Linked DNA regions of Sus scrofa: region 2 is linked to region 1. Evidence: chromatin contacts called from public HiChIP or PLAC-seq data. All regions are on one chromosome and are shown on one strand. The core of a region is the stretch at or near the end of the contact, and the rest is flanking DNA. Distances in the headings are between cores, read along the strand shown. Region 1 holds the start of MTMR14 (myotubularin-related protein 14). Region 2 holds the start of EMC3 (ER membrane protein complex subunit 3).

Region 1 (7,908 bases), core at 2,493-4,992:
TGCATGCCATGGGTATAGCCAAAAAAAGGAAATCTTTAGTAGGATATATCTTAAGGAGAAAAAGAATTATGAAGCAAACAAAATAGAATTCACTAATCATATTATTAGTATAATCTTAGTATTATTATTTTGAACTGTTAAAAACAAGACAATGAGCCCAAAATGGAGTCACTTATGCTAAGATCCCTGGCACCAAACTAAGATTTAACGTAATTACAATTTCAACTCTTCCAGAAATGGTAATCTTAAACCAGTCAATCAGGAATCACCTGATTGGCACCAGTTAAGTAATCTCCCTGATAGACCTCTGCCACCCCCTAGAGAAAGGTGACTTTGCCATAACCAATCTATTTTCTGCTAGTGTAACTTCCTTGTCCTGTTCCCCCCGGCCTATGAAAGTCCTTCTTTTTGTACACCTCCTCAGAGCAGCTCCTTTCTATATTTAGACTGGATGCTGCCTAATTCATGGATGGTTGAATAAAACCAGTAAGATCTTTAAAATGCACTTAGCAGAATTTCATTTTTTAACAGTTTTAGTGGCAGTGATGGAATCTGAGGGAGGCATTAATACCCAATGAACCCTGTGAGTTCAGTCTTTCTCTCTGTTTCAATGTCTGTAGGTCAGTTCCTCTCAGATCCCAGCTCTCCCCTCTTTGATTTGAGCTCCTAATCTAGTTGGTTTTCAGGGTAATAGATCAGTCTAGACTGATGGGAGGCACTAACAGAGTACCAGTTCCTAGCCCTTGGTTATCCTACAACCTTGATTTGCTGGTTTCTGCTGGTTCCACCCAAACTTGGAAACTGCTGCTTTTGTTCATGTGCACCTAAGGCCTTCTTTTGATCAGTTCACAGAACCACCACCTGCTGATGTCCATAGTTCTGTTCCCTTGGTTACTGTTGGTTTCTTTTCCCAGGCCAGGGATGGAGCCCAAGCCACGGCAATGACAACACTTGATCCTTAACCCGCTGTGTCACCAGGGAACTTCCTATATGAAGTTTTTTGACCTAGAACCAACTTTGGGACTTCCCAAAGGGCCCTTGGAATATTTGCTCTCTCTCCCTATAAAAAGATAAAGTTGGATAAACAACAAGTTCCTCCTATAGAACACAGGGAACTATAGTCAATATCCTGGAGTAAACTATAATAGAAAAGAATAGGAAAAAAAGAAAAATGTTACACTAGTTAGACTTATTTGATATGTTCAATTATATAGGAAACAGTGTCAAATAAAAAGTGATGTCTGGGAGTTCCCATTGTGGCTCTGGGTTAAGAACCCGACTAGTATCCATGAAGATTCAGGTTTGATCGCTAGCCTTCCTTGGTAGGTTAAGGATCCGGTGTTGCTATGGCTGTAGTGTAGGTCGGCAGTTGCAGCTCTGATTCAACCCCTAGCCTAGGAACTCCCATTTGCCACAGATGAGGCCCTAAAAAAAAAAAGTGATGATTAACTTTAGGTTACATTTCCATGGATATATTATAACAAACATAAGTGTTTCAGAAACTATATAAAAGTTCTAAAAATCTGATATGTTTTATTGTAATGTCATCAGTCATGATTCCAGTTAACATCTTTAAAATGTTGGGTGTCACAGAAATAACCAAATTTCCTTGTCAATTTGATCATAATGAATTCTCATCAGATCTCCAACCGTGAGCATTTTAAAATCTTTTGTCATTTACTGACAATTATTGTCTTATTTGATTCTTTTGCAAAAATGAGATTCCCAGAAAGGAGCCCCTTGACCACTAACACCACTGCCAAATTACAAGGTGTCAAAACTTGGGTACACATTTTGAAAAAGGCTCCACCTGTCTGGTTCTATGTAAACACAAGGACCTCAAAATCAAATTGACTAGAAAGAGAAGTAGCGGACACTGAGGTGCAACCGCTTCCTCCCAAGAAATCAGGTTAAGAACATTTCCTTCCATTCCTCCTTCCTTCTCTGACCATCCTTGTCCCAATTCTTACATTGTGAAGGTCTTTATGATTCTTTTCTCCATCTTTTGCCTTGCTCTGGCCTGGGAAGATAACTGTTCACATATCTCTGCCCATTTCAAAGGAGGATAAATTAACTGTTGGCTTTGCTTTAATGCTGGTGATCCTATAGTTCTTTCTACCAATCAAAAACTTCTCCCTGATTTCCACTGCCTCAATTTCTCTGGAACAAGTTCCGTAGATAAATACTTTTAGTAAATAGTTACACAAAATACATGAACACACTGACTGGCTTAAGGGAATGTCTCTAGTTTTCTTGCTGATTTGAAACATAGGGACATTGGCTCAGGAGTACTCTCCAAATCACGGACGTTGTTTTGTTGCTAGTAATTATTATTGTCAGCCTAATAAGCTGGGTTCTCTCAAAAATTTTAAATGTGTATGGGCAGCCATTGACCAGCCAACAGATGGTCTCTCTCTGAAGTGCAATGACAAAAGTGAAAGAAAGAATGGAACCAGCTCCAAGAATACAAGCCTGACATCACTTTTTGTGAATACTACACTGAGATCAGAAGAGGCAGTGGTGACTGAGGGTCATGTTAATACTGAATACTGATTTCTTTTCTTTTTTTAAAGGTTTTATTGAATTATAGTTGATTTACAATGTTGTGAACATTTCTGCTGTACAGTAAAATGAATACCGATTTTTTTCCCCAAACTTCTTGGATGATCAATAGGATGATAAAAGGGGGAACTGCTGAAATATATTTCTAGACCAAAGATGGTGCCACTCCTGCCCAGGCTGCCATGGCAACATACCAAAACTTAGATAACTTTTGTAAATCTTCTGCTTGACCAGTAACATACTATATCTAGTCAGCCAATCCCCAAACGCCAAGCCAACTGTAGGCTCTATACTTACTTCCTTGCTCTTTAATCATTTTTTATTTTTCACTTCCTTATTCTTTATCCTACAAAAGTTTCCTGCCTCCAGCTCCATTTTGCAGTTCTTTGGCCCCTTGAGGACAAACACTGGAGGCTTCATGAAGTATTAGTTTCTTTAACACCTAAATTGTCTTTCTTAATTATTTTTCTAACAATACTAATCTATTAGAGATAAATCACTGACGTATTCTCAGGTTAAACAATGAGATGCGCTTTGAAATAATTCTACTAGATGAGGAAAGGATGATTAAACAACAGGGTGGTATATGCTGATTATTGTTGAAACCAGCTAATGGATACATGGGGGTTCATTATACTATTCTCTCCTTTTCCGTGAGTGTTGGAAATATTGCACTAGATAAAAAGAACAGTAATATGGGCCTTTTTCATCATATAATTTCAAGCCAGTCATTCCCACCAACCCCCGCGTTTCTTCTTCAATAAAATGGATTGGCCATTGCAGCACTGTATTCGTAGGGACATTTTGAGGAGCAGTGAAAGCAAAGTGCCTTAGAAAATGCTGTTTTCTTACTTACTAGGGTTGCCAACACTAATTAGTTGCCTCCAACAGTTCCCTCCTCCTCTCCTTGTAATGGTTCATTCCACTGTTCCGCTAGTCTTTCCCGTGGTGGTTCCTTCCTCTCAGTTACCACGCTATTTCCCCCCCCCCAGCCCCAATGGTTTAGTCCGGCTTCCCCGGGGGAAACCCCGTGGGGAGGAGCACGAGGTTTCTGCGAGTGGCCGCGGTCCGCTCCCTGGAGACCACTTGGAAAGCTCCGCGTCAGGGGGTGGGCCGATAATCTTGAGGCGGGGCGCTAATCTCGGGCTCCGATTGGCCAGAACTGGAGTAAACATCCGGCAGGGTGGGGCGGGGCCGGAAGTGGAAAGGCAAGGCGGCGGCTGAGGCGGCTCGGGAGGTTCCGGACCGGAGTAGGTTCCTCCCGCTGCTATGGGCTGTCCTGATCGGTGGTGAGGGGGCCTCTGGCGCTAAAGGGGACACGGGACTGGGCCATGGCCGGCGCTCGGGCCGCCGCCGCTGCCTCGGCGGGGTCTTCGGCTTCTTCGGGCAACCCGCAGCCGCAGGAGCCGGGGCTCGGGGAGCTGCTGGAGGAGTTCTCCCGGACTCAGTATCGGGCCAAGGATTTTAGCGGGACGGGAGGCTCTAAGGTGAGTCGGAGGCACGGTGAGCAGCAGAGGGTCCCTGGCTTGGGAAGCTACTGAGGAGAGACAGGTCAGAGAAAGGAGGGAGAGAGGGAGATTGCCAGGATCTGGACCTGTAGAGCAAGGGTCGGGTTTAAAAACCGAAAAGGAGGAGCTGGGATCAGAATGAGCCAAGGAAGGACGACGTTTTGGTTTGAGACAAGGGATTTGGAGGCTAGGGATCCGAACTGAGGGGCCATTCAGAGATTAGAGAGGAGGAGCTGAGGAGGGTTGTTCCCCTGCATAAGATACTAGCACAGAAGCCTCCAAGTCTAGAATTAAAAATCTAGAGGATTTCTGCAGCTCCGTGGAGGGGTGGGGCAGAATGAAGTCAAGAGTTAAACTGGAGTGTGTTGATTCTTTATACAGTCTCAGAGTGACTTTAGAATTAGGACCATCCCTTTCCTTTCCCTTTGTGCATGAAGGGAGCCCACACTCCTCTGTTCCTTTATGAAAAACAAGTCTTGGTTCCTCTTTTTTTTCTGCCTTTGAGATTCTTTTCAGTCTCCTTATGGCCAGACCTGGAAGGCTTCCAGTCTGATCAGGCCATTCCCATCCTAGGGAATCTTGCTGACCCTGCCATCTTTCATTCCCCACGTGGTTTTGGAGGGGTTAGCATCAGGTTTTCTAATGGGATTCTTTTTCATCCTGGGTCTTGAAACTCTGGTTTGGCTCCAGGGGTTACCTATAATGGGACACACAGCAGTTGGCATCTGCTAGTCTCTAGAGTAACCCAGGGAAGGCTTCAGTAACAATGAGTTTCCTCCACTGTCCAGATGACTATTTCTCAGCTCTTAGCCTGAGGACTACCCACTTCAGCATCATCTGGGGTGCTTGTTGGTTTTTGTTTGTTTTTTGTCGTTTCTAGGGCTGCACCCGTGGCATATGGAGGTTCCCAGGCTAGGAGTCTAATTGGAGACGGCCTACGCAGCAGCCATAGCAACGCCAGATCCGAGCTGCATATACAACCTACACCACAGCTCATGGCAACATCGGATCCTAGATCCGCTGAGTGAGACCAGGGATCGAACCCGCAACCTCATGGCTCCTAGTTGGATTCGTTAACCACTGAGCCACGACAGGAACTCCTGGGGTGCTTGATAAAAAAGTTTCTTTGGTCCTATCCAGTCCTACTGAGTTAGAATTTCTGAGAGTGGTAACTTGGAATTTGTATTTTTTTAAATAGGCTTGTTAATGATATGAACCTTGAAATTTGAGGATTGCTAGTTTAAGCCACTGAGTTTTTCCTTCCCCATTGGTCTTTTGGATGGGTAGAGGGTCAGTGGTTTTGCTGGGCCCCCCTTCCGTTGTAAACACCCCTGAAGATTAGGGTTGTAAAGAGTTACACCTGACTCTCACTCTAGCTGGCCTTAAATTTATGATCTCTTGCAGGCTTCTTGGGATGTTACAGGTCTTATGTCTTTCTTCTAATGGGCCTTTCCCTGAGATGAGCAAAACCACAGCAATTTTAAGGGTGCTGTTTCTTCTATTTCATAAGCAAATTGTGTGTAAGGAGACAGCTTTGTCTGCAGCTTTTACTCATTATGCTAACTTGAGCTTCTAGGTACTGGTCTTTGGCTGGAGAATGAAGGAGAATTTCGGGGCAAAGGAAGATAATGGATTAGTGCTACTTAAAGTAACCTAGGCAGGAGTTCTTAATATTTCATGGATTGTGGACCCCTTTAAGAATCTGTAATCCTCTCTTCAAATGCTACAAGATTTTCCTGAAGCATTGAGGGAAAGAGTCTGTCCTAAAGCCTACCATATATGGGTTCATGAACTACACATTTAGGGCCTGTGGTCCAGCAATGTGTCTCTTCCCAGCATTGAATTATCATCACAGAGGCACATGGCATTCCCAGTGACCTCTCCAGTGATTCAACCTCAGAACCCCAGAATCTTCTTTATGCTCAGGTCTCCTCCTCTGTGCAGGTTGAGCGCATTGAGAAGAGGTGTCTGGAGCTGTTTGGCCGAGACTACTGTTACAGCGTGATCCAGAATGTGAATGGGGATATCTGCGGCCACTACCCCCAGCACATCGTGTTCCTGGAGTATGAGAGTTCTGAGAAGGAAAAAGACACGTGAGCATCTTGTAACCAAAGCTGCCTGGCTGGGGAGACCTCAGCAGCTTATCCCCAGGGTCAGGAACCCTCAGCTGGGCAGGGCAGGCTCACTTTTCCCAGGTGTTAACCCTTATTGCCATCTTTGTTTGTTTCAGGGGTTGCCATCTTAGATGGGCAGAGTAGCATAGCATAGGAGGAGGGGTTCGGAATCATAGCCCTGGATTCTTATTTTACTCTACCCTCTAGATCATTGTCCTAAGGCAGCTGATTTCACACCTCAGCCCTCTGAACCTCAGAGTCCTTTTTTAAGAGAGTGTGAGTGGTCCCAGTAATCCAGTATATTAAAAAAAAAAAAAAAAAAAAAAAAGGAGTTCCCATTGTGACTCAGAGGTTAAGATACCCAACTAGCATCCATGAGGATGTGGGGTTGATCCCTGGCCTCACTTGGTGGGTCAAGGATCCAGTATTGCCATGAGCTGTGATATACGTTGCAGACGAGGCTTGGATCCAGTGTTGCTGTGGCTCCGGCGTAGCTGGCGGCTACAGCTCCAATTGGACCTCTAGCCTGGGAATCTCCATATGCTGCAAGTGCGGCCGTAAAAAAACAAAAAGACAAAAAAAAAAAAAAAGAGTGAGTGAGAGGTATGCTTTGTCAACACGATTACGCACACTTACCATGTGTAGCGCTTAGGATCCCAAGGTCTGGGGTCAGACTGCTTCACTGTACATGCTGCCTGCCCCACTTGCTGGCTGGGTAACTAACTTGGAAAAGTTTCTTCTTTGTCTGTTAGTTTTCTCATCCGCAAGTCTGACTCTATTTAGAAAAGCAGCTACTGTAGTCCCTGCTGATAAATGGGGCTATTCCAAGCCTGACATGTTTGCTATAAGAATGAAAAGTAAGAGATACCATATATTGAGGGCCTACAAAGGCCCAAGTGCTGTCTTCATGGTAATAGTTCACAGCAGAGCAGACAGAGATCACTGGCACAGGATGCAGCCCATAGGCGGTCAGTAAAGGGTAACGCTTGATTGACACAGCCCTGAGGCTGTAGGAAGTGCTTTATATTGCTCTCAGAGTGTGTTTCCTTAGGCTCCCTGCTTGCTGTTGATTTTAAGAGAGTTCCAGGAGCTGTTGCCAAAATATCTGTGAGAGCTGAGCCCTGTGGAAGCACTGTTAGGATGAGAGCTATGGTTGAGTCCCTCTGCAAAGTGCAGTGGGCCCTCACTCCTCAGAGCATGCCCATCGGTGCACCCAGGAACTGCCTAGAGATTCTAAGCCTTGCTTAGAGCTGCCACATCAAAATCTCAGCAGAACAAGATGGCACAATGATTCGTCTGCACATCAAGCTTTGAGAGACACTGCTGTAGACGAACTGGAGAGAAGTGTTGATTCTGCCTGGTGTGTGAGTGTTTGGGGAGACATGTTGCGATGCCTTTCAGTGGGAGTTGGAAAGATGAGTAGAAGTTTCCCTGACATATCCTTAGTTTTTTGGACGAGCCTGTAGAGGGTCTTGATCATCAGGCCAAGGAGTGTGGACAGCTGCAGTTAGTTAGTGGTTGTGTTGTGCTAGTATCTCCTGAGCACTTACTGAAATCAGAGTCAGAATTTCCAGAAACTCCATCTCAGCTCCCTAGATGAGTCTTACCTTTGCCATAAGCTGGGAACCTCAGGGAGCCAGAGAAGCTCCAGGGTGGAGGGGTTTCCTCATCTGCAAAATGAGATAAATGTCCCTTCTTATGATGTCGAGGTGGTGTTCACTGAG
Region 2 (7,908 bases), core at 2,419-4,918, 290 kb after region 1:
GAGTTTCTGCTAGGGATGAGGAAGATATTATGGAAGTGGATGGTGGTGACAGCTGCACAGCAATGTGAATGTACTTAATGCCACTGAATTGTATGCTTAAAAATAGTCAAAATGGATTTTTTTAAAAAATTACGGCCACGCCTGTGGCATATGGAAATTCCTGGGCCAGGAATTGAACCCATGTCATGGCAATGACCAAGCCACTGCAGTGACAACACCAGATCCTTAACTGCTTCGCCTTGAGGGAATTCCTGTGGAAATTTTGTGATTGTTAAAATGGTGGCGTGGTTAAAACTGACATTTGTTAAGGGAAAGGATGCTAAGTATCCCTCGATGCTGGAGACAGTTGTGTAACATGAATAACTGTCCCATATCTTTTGAATATCCCTGTGAATTGCTTCTTCTTTTTTTGCGGGGGCGGGGGGGGGGGTTGCTGTGCTTGCAGAAGCTCCTGGGGCCAAGGGCTGAAACCATGCCACAGCAGTGGCAATGTTAGATCCTTAACCTACTAGGCCTCCAGGGAATTCTTGAATTGTTTTTAATTATCCAAGCCTCAAACCTAATATCCATTTTTTGTGTGTGTGGGGGTGACTTTTATATATACTTAACTTTCAGGGATGTAACCACCAAGTAAATATAAGGAAAACTGCACTTTGGTTTGTTTAGAACTTTATCAAGCATAGTTTACCATTTAGGGAAATCACATCCAAGCCATAACTTCTGTGATATCTAAGAAGCGAACACTTCTATAATGGAACATGTTTTGATTATGGTGATTTTATTTTTTTGGGGCTGCACTTGCGGCATATGGGAGTTCCCAGGCTAGGGGTCAAGTCGGAGCTGCAGCTGCCCAGCCTAAGCCACAGCCACAGCAACTTGGGATCTGAGCTGCACCTGTTACCTAGGCTGTAGCTTGTGGCAATGCTGGATCCTGAACCCACTGAGCAAGGCCAGGGATCAAACTTGCATCCTCTGCCACTATGTCAGGTTCTTAACCTGCTGAGCCACAATAGGAACTCCCCAATTATGGCGATTTTTTTTTTTTTTTTTTTTGGTCACCCCATGGCATGTGAGTTCCCAGGCCAGGGATCAGATCTGAGCCACAGCCTCGAACCAAACCACAGCTGCGGCAACACTGGATCCTTAACCCACTGTGCTGGCCTGGAGAACAAACCCACATCCCAGTGCTTCCAAAATCCTGTTGCTCCACCCCAATTATGGTGATTTTATGATGCATCTGACTTCTGCATCATATCTTCTAGGGCTGTTGTGCTTAAGCACTTATATATTTTCCTTTTCTCTTGATTGTTACAACTAGGGCACATTGCCTTTAAAAACAAACAAACATGGAGTTCCCATCGTGGTGCAGCGAAATGAATTCGACTAGGAACCATGAGGTTGTGGGTTGGATCCCTGGCATCGCTCAGTGGGTTAAGGATCCAGTGTTGCCATGAGCTGTGGTGTAGGTCGCAGACACAGCTTGGATCTGGCATTGCTGTGGCTGTGGTGTAGGCCGGCAGCTCTAACTCCAATTAGACCTCTAGCCTGGGAACTTGCATATGCTGTGGGTGTGGCCTCAAAAAGCAAAAAACAAAAAACTCCCACCTTGTGTGTAGATTGTACCAACTGTGAATTTCATTTTGAGTTAGAAAAAGGAGCTTTGAGTCTGATATCATTCAGAAACATCACTCTGAAATCACATGGTGAACCCAGAGCAGAAAATTATGGCAGAAAAATCTGTGACAGCAGTTATTGTGGGCAAGAGAATTTAATTTGGAAGTGAGTCTCATATGGATTTAATTACAGGCACAGTATTTTACTATTTTGGTTACTTTGGGGAGGCCACTTAACCTCTCTGGGCTTCCTTTTCTTCAGGGGATTCAGGATTATCTTAGTGTTACTGTGGGGATAAAAGGAAAACAGTTATTGGTGTCAGTAATTAAACAATGCTGAATGTCTGAACTCCAGTCATTTTATATCTTTCTATAGCCTTCCTTTCTGTGGTGAACTGACTTCTTAAGATTATCTCCAGGAGGTTAGTTCTGATCAGTTCTGAAACTGATGCCACAGAAAAATAACTGAAGTAGCTGCTGTGGTACAGGGGAAAGAGCTCCAGACATGGGAACCAAAAAACTTGGCTTCAAGTCCTGAATGTCACCATGTGTGACTTTGGATCCTCTTAAGCCTCAGTTTCTATTAAAACTGAATAGCATCTACCTCACAGAACTGCTCTGAATTTTAAATGTTAATGAATATAAGTGCTTAGCATAATGCCTAGCAGAAAATAAGTGTTTAATAAGTACTGGTTTATGATTATTCTCAACTGAATTGGGAGGCACAACTGAAAATGATAAAGCAGTGCTTTCCAAACTTCAGTTATTCCCATTCCATGATTATGGTTTTTGTCTTATTTACCAAGCAGTTGTACTACTAAAAACTTAATATTTTTTTATATATCAACTTTTCCTACTTATATAAGTTTTAGAAGTCTTTCAATTACCAGCAACATGGCTTAACACCAGTATTGTTTGCCACACATAGAAAATAAATGTTAACATAACTGCAATAAAAACAAAAGAACATTATTAACTTTCAGCTAGATATTGTTACCTGGGCAAAGTTCTGAACCTAAGGCTTGCTCTTTGTTAAAATGTGATTAATATGTGATAGGAAAGTGTTAAAGACATGGTAGCATTCGCCTGAGTTGGTCTCAAAATAATCAGAACGATTAACTGAAAAATTTTTTAATTTGATATGGAGTGGACACATGTCTGGATATCACCTAAATTCTCTCAAATTACTTCTTGACACAGGTAGATACAGTCATGAAGCACATGAGGAAGATGTTGTCTCCACTCCAGGAAGGGAAATGATTAATTACATCTCCTCACATCTCTATGACAGTTTTACATTTGCAAAGCACTTGGAAAGCTGACCACCACAGTAGTTTGGTAAAAGAAGTATAATCACACCTATCTTTTTGATTAAGAGTTCATAGATAAGACCACCGAGGGTTGGCCACTAGCCTAATAATATTAAGAGCAACATTTTATTGAACAACTACCATGCCCCAAGTCTATGATAAAGTCTCCATAGACATCATCTAAAATTTAATCCCCACGCCTGCTCTATGGGGCATGTCCTGTTATCATCCTCTTTTTGCAGATGAGGAAAGTGAAACACACAGCCAAAGAACACTGAGGTAGTGGGGGGGGGCGATGAGAAACCCCGGCAAACTAACATAACCCCTACATTTTCTTGCCCAAGGTCATAGGAGAGTAGGATCGCCGGAGAAGGGAGGGCGCTAACCTGTCAGAGACTTGTTCCTGGGTGAGCTTCTTGTCGCTCTGCAGCAGGATGGACACGTAGTGACGGATCATGCCCACGAAGAAGGTGATAATAACGATTGGCAGGACCACCCAGAGGCGGATGTTGGAGTCGAGCAGTAGCTCAGGCCCCGCCATCTTCACAGAGCGCCGGCGGCCTGCGGGTGTAGCCGGGTTTCTTTTTCCCGGGGCGCGGGGTTTCTCGTCGAGTTAGTCTCCGGGCCTTCTCACTCCCCTTAACCAGCTTGGCGGGGGACCCACCACGGTAGCCTCGGCCCTCACTCCCTTCCCCCAGGCCGGGCCACTGGCCCGCCCACTTCCGGCGCGGAAGTTTGACGTAACGGCCAGGCGCGCTCCGGTGGCGTTGGCGTGGCGGCGTGCGGGGCGGGAAAGTCGAAGCCTAGGGCGGTGACTTCTTGGCGGGTAAGTGGAGCAGCGGTCATTGTCCCTCGAGGTCCCTTGCCCTGTGGTCTGGTCCCAAGGCCCCCGCCGAGCGCGGCTTTTCCCTCTGAGGCTTCGAGCCCCAAACCTGAGCTTCCTTTGTCGCGTGCCAGTACCCACCCCCCACCCCCAGATACCTTGCTGCGTCGTTAAAATGACGAAATAAGGAGGGATTTACCGAATTGGTCCGGGCAGCCCGCCCTATCTCCTCGGCTTTCAGACTTTTCTGGAAGCGTGATGGGTTAGCACGTGTTAAAGATGTGTGCGCAGAAATCAGACGGCCTGACTTACTTTAGTTTTTCCGTCTGCAGAATGGCTGGTAGTGTTTATAAGTAGTAAACGAGGCCACGGATAAAGAATACGCTTAGCATGGTGCTTGGTATGTAGCGGATATTAACTTTTATTGGAAGCCATTATTATAATCAAGAGTACGTGTAGTTGGTAGTTAAGAGTCAAATTCTGGAGCCGGATTGCTAAATTGGAACCCCAGCTCTGCCACTCAATGTGAGAATAATAATGGTATCTACTTCAAAATGTTTTATGGCGTTCCCGTCGTGGCGCAGTGGTTAACGAATCCGACTAGGAACCATGAGGTGGCGGGTTCGGTCCCTGCCCTTGCTCAGTGGGTTAAGGATCCGGCGTTGCCGGTGAGCTGTGGTGTAGGTTGCAGACGCGGCTCGGATCCTGCGTTGCCGTGGCTCTGGCGTAGGCTAGGGGCTACAGCTCCGATTTGACCCCTAGCCTGGGAACCTCCATATGCCGCGGAAGCGGCCCAAAGAAATGGCAAAAAGACCAAAAAAAAAAAAAAAAAAAAGTTTTATGAGGAATAAATGAAGTATTAAACATAAAGCACTTAAAATAGTTTTTGCTAGCTGTTAGTAGTTACCTTCCTGCCAGCCATTCTCCTTTAGCAAATATTCTTGGAAGTTTTTAATGCCAGGTGCTGTGCTGGGGTCAAGGGATACCGAGATAAGTGACACTAGGTTCTTGCTCTCAAAGAGCCTGGCGGTAAGGGCTCCCACACATCTCTGTGGATCAGGGAAGCTGGAGTGGTAAACTCCCTGGGAATAGGAGGAACACTCTTCAAGGAAGATGGCTTTTGACTGAGTCTTTAAGGAGGTGGAGTAATTTACAGGCAGATAAGAGCATTTCAGTTGGAAAGAACACCTTATCCAAAAACACTGAGACAGGAAGGTTCTGGTTTGCAAAATAGAGTAGTAGTCCCTGTGGTTCAGACCCTCCTCTACCTCTGCAGGCTCATTTCTGACTCTACATTCTCCTTCCTGTTTCTCTGTTGAGTTTTTCTCTGCCTGGACCACTCTTCTCATACCTCTTCTACTGGCTATCTCTTATTTCAGCTTTCAACTTCAGGGTGCTGCTTCAAAATCACTTTCTCAAAGAGATTATCCCTGAGAAATTCTTGCTGTTTTTCTTCATCACTCTCAATTAGACTAATTTTCTCATAGTACCCTAGATGGTGAACATTCTTTTTTTTTTTAGTATGGCCGCACCCACAGCATATGGAAATTCCAACAAGGGATTGAATCTGAGCTGCAGCTGTGACCTATGCCACAGCTGCAGCAACACCAGATCTTTAACCCACTGTTCTGGGCTGGGGATCTAACCGCATCCCCACAGATTCCTTTTTTTTTTTTTTTTTTTTTTTTGTGCTTTATGTTGTGCTGAACATCTTATTTTTTTTTATTACTCAAATGAATTTATCACATCTGTAGTTGTATAATGATCATAATCCCCACAGATTCTTAATCCACTGTGCCACAGTGGGGACTCCTAGATGGTGAAAGATCTTAAATGTTATATAGAGAACTGTGGGTTTTATCCTTCAACAAGAGGGAAGTGGCCTGACTAAGGAGGCAACTAGATAAACCAATCTTGAAAGCAAGGGAGTATTGACCAGATGTAGGAGTTGAAGTTTTCTCAGAGAGCATTCTTATAAAGTGTTTGGCTTTGGATAGAGTAGCTTTCTTAGAGCTATAGCTTTAACTTCTCAGAATTTATTCAGTTCTTTGGGGTTAACTTCTTTTCTCTGATTTTGCTCTTGAAATTTAACTGAGGAAGACTTTGATCAAAATGGTTTCCAAAAGAAGACAGTCAAGATCTGAGGATAAAGAGAGCCTGACAGAAGATGCCTCTGGTAAGTGTGTAGTCATTTTTGCTTTATTTCTTGTAGCAAATATGCGAGGTACTAAAAGGGAGGTTAAATTTCCTGCTTTCAAGTGCTGGGAGTCACCAAGGCTTAACAGAGCACACAGAATCTAGTATCAGGAGATATGAGATTAAATTTCTGCCTCTCATTCCACGAATGACTTTGGCCATGGTGGTAGGCTGTGAGTTTCAGTCTCCACATCCATAAAAGGAATCTACATACATAAGAGCTTATGTATTGTCCATGTTTTAGGTGCTGGACACATAGTCTCCTTACCTCCCTTAAAAAAATTTATGATCTAGTTAAATGCTATGATAGGGGTATATAAAGGAAAAGCATCATATGTATCAAAGCTGGCACATCAGAGGCAAAGAAAGAGACTGTCCATATGAGAATGTAGTTGACAGCCCTGAGAGTTCCACTGAGAAGGGGTCTTTCATTTATCATACTCATTTAGTCTATTAGGGCACTTTTAACTTGTTATATCATTGACGGAGAAGAGTACATAATCACACATTAAGAACCTTTTTGTTTGCTTACGTTTTATGACTTCTCTGGGTCAAAAGCTTTGGGATAAAACCATTCTGGGCTTTGTAGTCAAAAATGTGATGTAGGAGAACCTGCCTCATTTTTTCTATCCCTGCATCTAGATCATTGGTTTTCAAACTTTGGTGTGCATCAGGAGTATTACCTGGAGAGTGTGTTAAAAATTTAGATTCCCAGACTCCATTCGTAAGATTTAGTTTCTGCAGCTCTGGAACGTGACCTAAGACTATGCTTTTAATAAGTAATTCCAATGAGGTGATTTGTAGACCACATGAGAGATCCCGACTGCTTTAGAATTTGGGTGGAAAACATTTCCCTGGTTGTCATTAGAAGTGGCACATTTTAGGAAGTTGCCATGAGGTATAGTGGGTTGAGGATCTGGTGTTGCTACAGCTGTGGTGTAGGTCACAATTTTGGTATGGGTTCGAACCCTGGTCCAGGAACTTCCACATGCGGAGGGTGTAGCCAAAAAAAAAAAGTGGCACATTTTAAATTGTTCAAATGAAAACTCAATAGGTGATAATAATTCTATTTATTTATTTATTTATTTATTTTGGTGTTCTTAGGGCCGCACCTTCGGCATATGGAAGTTTCCAGGCCAGGGGTTGAATCAGGGCTGTAACTGCCGGCCTATATCACATCAACAGCAATGCAGGATCTGAGCTGCATCTGTGACCTATACCATAGCTCATGGCAATGCCAGATCCTTAACACATTGAAGAAGGACAGGGATCAAATTCATGTCCTCATGGACACTAGTCAGGTTCATTACTGCTGAGCCAACATGGGAACTCCACAGTGATTGTTTAATTTGTTTGTTTGGAGGCCATATTGCTGACGCTTGTGAGAAACAGTATTTCACTACAGTAGTAGGTTCACTATAATTCCTTAGGAACCCATCAACTTTCTCCTTTTTTTTTTTTTTTTAGCTTTTTTCTTAGGGTTATTATTCTAGGGTTTACATTTAAATCTTTGCTTTACTATTTGTAACATTCTTGAAAATTTTGTCTGTTTTCAGAAACCAGGAAGCAACCACTTTCCAAAAAGACAAAGAAATTTCATGTTCATAATGAAGTTGAGGAAAATGACAGTGTCTTCGTAAAGCTTCTTAAGACAGCAGGACTTATTCTTAAAACAGGAGAGAGTCAGAATCAACTAGGTACTATTTTAATCTAAATCTTTTCTCTGGGTATATTTAAAGGGCTCAGAACTGAATCATGGATTTTCTTTTTTTTTGAATCATGGATTTTCTAGAGGGCAATGAAGATTAGAAATACCACCTGTCCTGAGGCAAGGATGAAGTTGAAATTGCTTTTTAGAGAATATCGTTATTCTTTTGGTCCTGATTAATGCGTGTTAAGTAAAGTACTTCTAATTTTTTTTTAAGAAAAAATGTTATATGCTAGTATTACATTATATTTTCTTGTG

What was found. HiChIP or PLAC-seq counts read pairs in DNA pulled down with a chosen protein or histone mark.
Region 2: an H3K27ac HiChIP or PLAC-seq map of alveolar macrophages shows a contact between it and region 1. The contact joins the promoter of EMC3 here to the promoter of MTMR14 in region 1. A contact is called at or near these places in 2 of 5 promoter capture datasets (fetal liver and liver) and 2 of 2 datasets of contacts at active chromatin or transcription factors (alveolar macrophages and skeletal muscle).

Annotation. Positions count from the first base shown.
Region 1 is chr13:65,944,778-65,952,685 of Sscrofa11.1, forward strand. MTMR14 (myotubularin-related protein 14) reads left to right here and starts at 3,743. Exons shown (of 18, transcript XM_013981948.2): 1 at 3,743-4,049; 2 at 6,015-6,163. The coding sequence starts at 3,894.
Region 2 is chr13:66,238,295-66,246,202 of Sscrofa11.1, forward strand. It overlaps EMC3 (ER membrane protein complex subunit 3), which reads right to left and starts at 3,669. Exons shown (of 8, transcript XM_003358517.4): 1 at 3,310-3,669. The coding sequence starts at 3,464. It overlaps FANCD2 (Fanconi anemia group D2 protein), which reads left to right and starts at 3,657. Exons shown (of 44, transcript XM_021069313.1): 1 at 3,657-3,749; 2 at 5,847-5,922; 3 at 7,499-7,639. The coding sequence starts at 5,859.